Linked DNA regions of Mus musculus: region 2 is linked to region 1. Evidence: chromatin contacts called from public promoter capture Hi-C data. All regions are on one chromosome and are shown on one strand. Each heading gives the region's core, a stretch centred on a gene start, on an enhancer-like site or on the middle of the called end of the contact. The rest is flanking DNA. Distances are from core to core; before and after follow the strand shown.

The links. Promoter capture Hi-C pulls out the DNA fragments that hold promoters and counts their contacts.
Region 2: a contact with region 1 is called in a promoter capture Hi-C map of pre-B cells, with 4 times the contacts expected there. The contact joins the promoter of Surf4 here to the promoter of Tubb4b in region 1. A contact is called at or near these places in 2 of 39 promoter capture datasets (cranial neural crest and pre-B cells).

The regions. Positions count from the first base shown.
Region 1 is chr2:25,223,174-25,226,522 of GRCm38.p6, reverse strand. It overlaps Tubb4b (tubulin, beta 4B class IVB), which reads left to right and starts at 1,821. Exons shown (of 4, transcript NM_146116.2): 1 at 1,821-1,989; 2 at 2,291-2,399; 3 at 2,479-2,589; 4 at 3,155-3,349. The coding sequence starts at 1,933.
Region 2 is chr2:26,931,736-26,935,084 of GRCm38.p6, reverse strand. Surf4 (surfeit gene 4) reads left to right here and starts at 1,574. Exons shown (of 6, transcript NM_011512.3): 1 at 1,574-1,810. The coding sequence starts at 1,763. It overlaps Stkld1 (serine/threonine kinase-like domain containing 1), which reads right to left and starts at 1,029. Exons shown (of 19, transcript NM_001379463.1): 1 at 973-1,029. The coding sequence starts at 987. Gm36591 (a long non-coding RNA gene) reads left to right here and starts at 1,817. Exons shown (of 2, transcript XR_374179.1): 1 at 1,817-3,349.

The sequences.
Region 1 (3,349 bases), core at 572-3,071:
AAAAGTGACCTGGTACCTTACATACATTTAAACCTCCTGAGGTATGTATGGGTCCTGTCAGTGTGGTCACAGAACTCAGCCCCCCCTTCCTGATCTACCCTTCTGGGAAAGGACAAGACAGTCAGATCTTTCTGGAGATCCTGGTCAGTATAGTAAATATGAACACTAGGACTGCGGTTTTTTTTTTTTTGTTTTTGTTTTTGTTTTTGTTTTTTTGAGACAGGGTTTCTCTGTGTAGCCCTGGCTGTCCTGGAACTCACTCTGTAGACGAGGTTGGTCCCAAACTCAGAAATCCACCTGCTTCTGCCTCCGAGTGCTGGGATTAAAGGCATGCGCCACCACTGCCCGGCAGGACTGCATTTTGTATATAGCGACAGAATGCCACTGCTCAGGATACAGGACTCTGCTTGTCCTGGTGGGGTTTTTTCCTGTGACATGGTTGGTAGGTACTTGGATACCACAACCAACAGGGATTGCCTAACACCCTTAGTTTTGAAGGTAGTTCATTCCAAAAGCCAGAAGTGGCTAGACTGAGACAGACCCATTGTATAATATTCCTTTAAAAAGTTACACATCAGACATGAAGACTAAGAACTGTAGTCCTTGCATTCTGGAGGCTAAGGCAGAATTCCAGGTTACAGGCCAGACGACTCTGTCTCATAAGCAATGGCGTAGAGAAATTACCAACTAGACCATTTTGTGGGCAGAAAGATATTGGGGATCAAAATGCCAAGGTGGGGGGAGCAAATGGAGAAAAAGGATTGTTTCAGAACTACTTGCCTTCGAGAGGTAGCTGACTTGGGAGGGAAGGTTAAAGTTAAGGTGAACAGAAATCACTTTAAGAGACCTGCTCTTCTGGTAAACAGAAACTTTTAAGCTTGTTTACCTGGTCAAGTCCTGTTTAGGACAATGTCAGCACTACCATTTTGGGGGTAGGGGTGCTTTGGACCTGACCCTGAAAAAAAAAAAAAGAAATATGTACATGTATTGCTCTCCATTACAGGACAGGGACTTGCACACGTTTGTTTGTTTGTTTTTCCCTCTAACAGTCATGGCCAGGCATGCCCAGCCCTGTAGTCTCCATGCAGCTCTGTGCGCACTTGGAACTCAGGCTCCAAGGAAACCGGCTCTTGGCCAGCAAGTTTCCACAACATCTAGGGAGGCCGAAGGGGCGGAGGGATGGCCCTCCCAGGGGTGGGGTGGGGAGGGGAAGAGAGAAGGGGGGGGGGGAGAGGGGAGGGGGGAGAGAGAGAGAGACAGATAGAGACAGAGGACCCCGCGCCTGCCCAGTGCGTCCCGGAAGGGCCCGGCGCCTCATCCAGAGCCTATTATTGTTAGCGTTTCAATTCGCCTCAGCTTGAGGCTTGCAAGGTGTGTTCCGGATCGACAATGCCTGCCCGCGTCTCCTTTCTCTCCCCGCAGCAGCTGCCAGACCTACCAAGCCGCCCGAGCCCACAAAGCTCTGAAAAGTCGCCCCCTCCCTTTCAGCCGGAAGCTGGCTTTCCACGTCCCACCCGCGCGCTGCACTGCGGCGGTTACCAGGACGCCAAAACAGCGCAGCCAATAGTGTCAGGCTCTCGGAGTGCTCCCAGGAGGCAGCCAATGGAAGTGCAAATCAATCATTTGAAACACCCAATGGATTGAGCACTGCGGCGCCAGGGCGGGGATTGTGATAGGGGGAGCCGTAGGCAAGCGTGACCAATAATGAGAGTATATTGTTGGGAAGGCGGGCCCCAGACCGCTCGATTGACGGAAATGTAGCCAATCAGACAAGGATAATTCGTGGCCTCGTTCTGAAAGCCCAATCCTGTGCTGACGAGGGCGGGTCATAAGAGGTATATAAATGTTGGCAGAGCGTCGGTTGTAGCACTCTGTGCGCCTGCTCCTCCCGAAGTGCTCCTCTTCTACAGCTGTTCCGCAGTCGCCGCCGCCATGAGGGAGATCGTGCACCTGCAGGCTGGGCAGTGCGGCAACCAGATTGGCGCCAAGGTAGGAGGCTAGGTTTCTGCGAGCCAGACGCCACTGGGACAGCCAGCCGGGGAAGATGGCGGAAGCGGCCCGGAGCGTCGCCCTTCATTGCGTCCTGGATACCGGCGTACGCTGGGCCGAGACGTAGCGCCGGTGGCTGGTGTCGGTGGGGCGGACGGTGCGCGGCCCTTAGGGATTCGTCGCCCTGGCGCTCCTGAGACTGGAGGGAGGGGGAGGGCCTGCCGCACCCATCCGGGGCGGGGCTGCCTTGGAGCGCACCGGCCGGCCGGCGTGACTCAGCTAACGCCCGACTCCCTTGCAGTTCTGGGAGGTAATCAGCGACGAGCATGGCATTGATCCCACTGGCACTTACCACGGAGATAGCGACCTCCAGCTGGAGCGCATCAACGTGTACTACAACGAAGCCACCGGTAAGGCTCCTCTACCCCATCCATCCTCCTCACCACCCTTCCAGTTTGAGCACACTTGACGTCCCCCTGTCCCAACCAGGTGGCAAGTATGTGCCCCGCGCCGTGCTCGTGGACTTGGAGCCCGGCACCATGGACTCGGTGCGTTCAGGGCCCTTCGGGCAGATCTTCAGACCTGATAACTTCGTCTTTGGTGAGTGTGGTGGAGGTGTGGACGGGCTTGCTACCCATGAGGCTCAAAGGTCAAGGGGCTGACCTAAAGTTCTTCCTTAATAGCCACCAGGTGTACACTTTCTTGCCCTCTGAGTCACTCAATCCCTTGGCCGAAAGCAGCTTTAGGAGGAAGGTCCAACTGACTGCGGGTAGATTAGTTGCTAGTAGAGAGTATGAGAAGACCTGACCTAGTGGCAGGGGCCCTGTACTCTCCTTGAACATTGGCAGGGGTGCCTTTGGAAGTATTTACTGTCTTAGCTCTAGTGTGTTCTGTACATCTCCGTCTGGTCTCCCCCACCCCCCATCCCCAATCTATGTATCCCTGCCTGGCCTCTTTAACTGTAGACCAGGCTGACCTTAAACTCAGAACTACCTGCCTACCAAGTGCTGGGATTAAAAGCTTGTGCCATTATGCACAGCACCCCCTCTCCCCTTTTTTTTAACATGGCAGATTGTTTTGGGTCTGTACACTTTATTCAGTGTCACCTCATGTCATTTGGCCCCTTGGGCACATACTTAGTGTGACCTACTGTTTTCTCTTACAGGTCAGAGTGGGGCTGGGAACAACTGGGCCAAGGGGCACTACACAGAAGGTGCAGAGCTGGTTGACTCGGTGTTGGACGTTGTGAGAAAGGAAGCTGAGAGCTGTGACTGCCTGCAGGGCTTCCAGCTGACCCACTCCCTGGGTGGGGGGACTGGGTCTGGGATGGGTACCCTCCTTATCAGCAAGATCCGGGAGG
Region 2 (3,349 bases), core at 325-2,824, 1.7 Mb before region 1:
CAGGGGCAGCCTTATAGGTAAGAGACAGTTGGGGGGTGGGGCTGGGGGCAGAAGTGGCTCTTAACCCTAGTGATACCCCATCTAGTACCCTTCGCCAAAATGAACATCCAAACAAGGCCTGTGATTTGTGTAACTGGTGCAGTCATAGCTTCGTCTAGGGCACAGTACTGAAGGAAGTGCTTCCCAGCCATCCTCTGTAACCTGCACTGGTGCTGCCTACAATTCACTTGAGAGATAGATACTGGGGCCTAGGAGCAAGGTCCTTGCCTGTGGCTGTGGGACTGGGGTCTGAGCCAGAGCTCATCTTTGAAGCCACACCTTCAGAACTGGTCTGTAAGCCAGAACTCTACAAGATCAGTGCTGTCAGGTAGAAGGTGGCTGAGGCCTGAGTACAGAGGCCACTGTCAGCGTGGGGTAGGGGACAAGATATGTAGGCAGTACGGGAAGGATAATTAGCATACAGGGAATACAGGGTGTCCGTTGGAGCTCAGCCCAGGTAGTGAGCAGTGGTTTGTTTTTTGTTTTTCTCTAAACATTTCTGGCCATCAGAAGTGCATTTGCTTGGCTAACGCATGTAAGCCTTCTCTCAAAGAATACTGGAAAAGAGGAAAAGAAAATGAGCGAAACTGAAGCTTTTATAAGCCGAGTCTAACAATTAATGAGGCTGACATGTGAGGAAAAAAGCGATTAAAAAAACAACCACTCAGGTTCTGCCTTTAAAGACCCCATACATGGAGGGAAGGGGAAGGGCACGTGCACCATTCTCCAACCAGTGGTCAGACTTGGGGGTTGGTCATCATTTTAGAGGGAAACTGAGGCCCTGGGAGGACTCAAAGGAGGAGAACTCGGAGGAGGAAACATGCGGGGATCATAGGGTCACCCTGTGATGGAGGCTGGGCCTGGCTGTGTGGCCCTCGGACCTGTCCCGCTGCCCAAGGACACTGGACCTTGGTTGTGGGGGCATCTCAGCACCTGATATTTTTCCATGGTATCTCGTGGAGACACTGCCTCACTGTCCTACTACCGGGCAAAGCCCTCGAGCCAGGCCGGTAGTCGAACCCTCGTTTGAGCATGCTCGGTAGTGACTGCTCCGTGTGCCCACCCCACCTCCTCAGCCCCTCCACCTGCCTTCCATAACCCTCAACCCGGGGCGTGTCTGCTTAGCACTTTGGCTCGTACATGGCATACTCGTACTATGCCCCTTAAAGAAGCCACAGAGAATAGGGAGCCGTGTTTCGGACGAAGGGCAGGGCCCCGGTGTGTTGGGTAGGGTGGAGGGCGGGGCAGAGACTGACGACGCGGCAGGCGGGGCCGCAAGTACTACGGGCGGGAGACACAGGTGGCAGGAAGTCTACCAGCACGGTGGGCGGGACCTGCTGCTTGGTGAGGGTGGAAAGTGGTCAGCGCTTCGGGTTCTAGAGGCTGAAGGGCTAGGGGTGGTCCGTAGGGGCTGGAGGGGCGGGGCCTGGGGTGTGGGGGCGGGGTCTACCTGTGAAGGGCGCGCGGCGGAGGCGGGGCCTGTTCGTGAAGGGCGGTGCGCCGGCGCCAGGCTCCTCGAGCGTGGCGGGCGGGGCCTGGAGCGTGAGGGCGCGCGGCAGGCGGGGCGGGGCGCGGCGGGAGGCGCGGTCCCTTTAAGGCTTGGCCTACGTGGCAGCCGCTAGAGCAGCCGCGGCTCAGCGAGGCCGGCCGCCGGGTACTTCCTGTGGAGGCCGCAGCAGGCGCGAGCGCCCAGGACCTGCCAGCTGAGCCTTCCGCCGCCGCCATGGGACAGAACGACCTGATGGGCACGGCCGAGGACTTCGCCGACCAGGTGCGGCCTGCCCCACAGCCCGCTGGCCGTCACGGCCCCACGGACGCCCGTCCTCGCCGTCCTGCCTAGCTCTACGGAGAAATCCGAGGGGAGGCTGGGCGGGGGGTTGGGGGTGGCGGCCAGGGAGGCTCCCGGGGCCCGCGGTGCTGCTCTGTGCCCTCTGCCCTCTGAACCGCGGCGGCTCCTTGGGGACCTCTGGGGAAGGGGGTACTCTGTGCGCCCCGCTGCGTGGCCCCTCCGCCCTTGTCCAGGACCGTCCTGGCCCTTCCTTCTTTGCGTGGACTCTGCTCCGGTTGCCCGATCTGGGTCCACGCTGCCGAAGGAGAGGAGCCTGCCCCTTGGCTCGCCTTCCCAAGTGTACAGGTGGCTTGTGAACCGCAGGGAAGGCCTGGGATGAGTCTGGGCCCGAGCGACTAGCTGGGCAGGGTTAGAGCCGGAGAGAGGCGCAGGTGGCACCACTTTTTACAATTAAGTTCGACGGATGGGGTGGGAGTTGTGTGAGTGTGAGGCTTTGACTTCTGAAATTGTCCCGTTAGATCTGCGAAGTCATAATATAACCTGAACTAGCCCTGGAGGCTGAATGGTGCCGGGGCCCACCCGCCAGCCAGTTTTGGTTCACTTAGTGTGTTCGTGGCTGTCGGTGATACGAGGAGGCATTTTTTGGCCTAGAGTACTCGAAGGTTGGGTGTGTGTGACCATCTTCAAATGAGCTTCTCTACCCCTCCTTTTGAGGGGTGTCACCTCCCCATGTTCACCTTCAGTTCTGTTGAACCATTTTCCTGTGAGCTGATCTTTTTAAAGGCATTTCTACCCCTTTTGGAAAAGTTTCTAATGCCACGATTTTGCATTAAATACATAATTTTAAAATTGTATGGACCAAGGTCTTCCTCTTGTGATGGGTTTCGTTGACATAATTCTCAGTGACCCAGTTTTATCTTCCTGAGTAGCAGCTCTCTAAGAAGATGGCTTCATAGCCAAGTTTGTGAGCGGCTCACCTCAGGATCTTCAGCTGGAAAACCCACCATTTTGCAAGTGGATTTCACAACCCAGATCAGATGAATTATCTCCAAGAAGCTGCCAACTATCTAATGATAGATTTCAACTGGAGAAAGAGTTCATCTTTTATGAAGTCCTCCATGTACTTTGTTTTGATTTAAATGAAAGAAGCCAAATCTTGGGACTGGACAGGCTTTTGTGGGGAATACAGTAGCCACTCCCACTAAGTAACTGGCTTGGGCTCCTGGACTTGCCAGTGTCCACCACCCAGGAGGAAACCCTGGGTCTCCTACTGCTTGGTGTCCAGGGCATCTCAGGTCTGGAGTTAGATTTCAGCTACACATCAGTGGAAAGATGCCCGTACTGTAGATGGCCTGCTGCTTAAAACCAAAATTCCCAATGAAGGTTCCTTCTTAAGGGATTAGCCTCAGAGTCCACCTGGAAGTTAGCAGAGGATACCACAGGAGCTTCTGAGATGTGACTCCTGCTCTTCTGATCCAGTGTCAGGCATCAGGGAGCCTTCCAGTGGCCTCAGTGTGACCA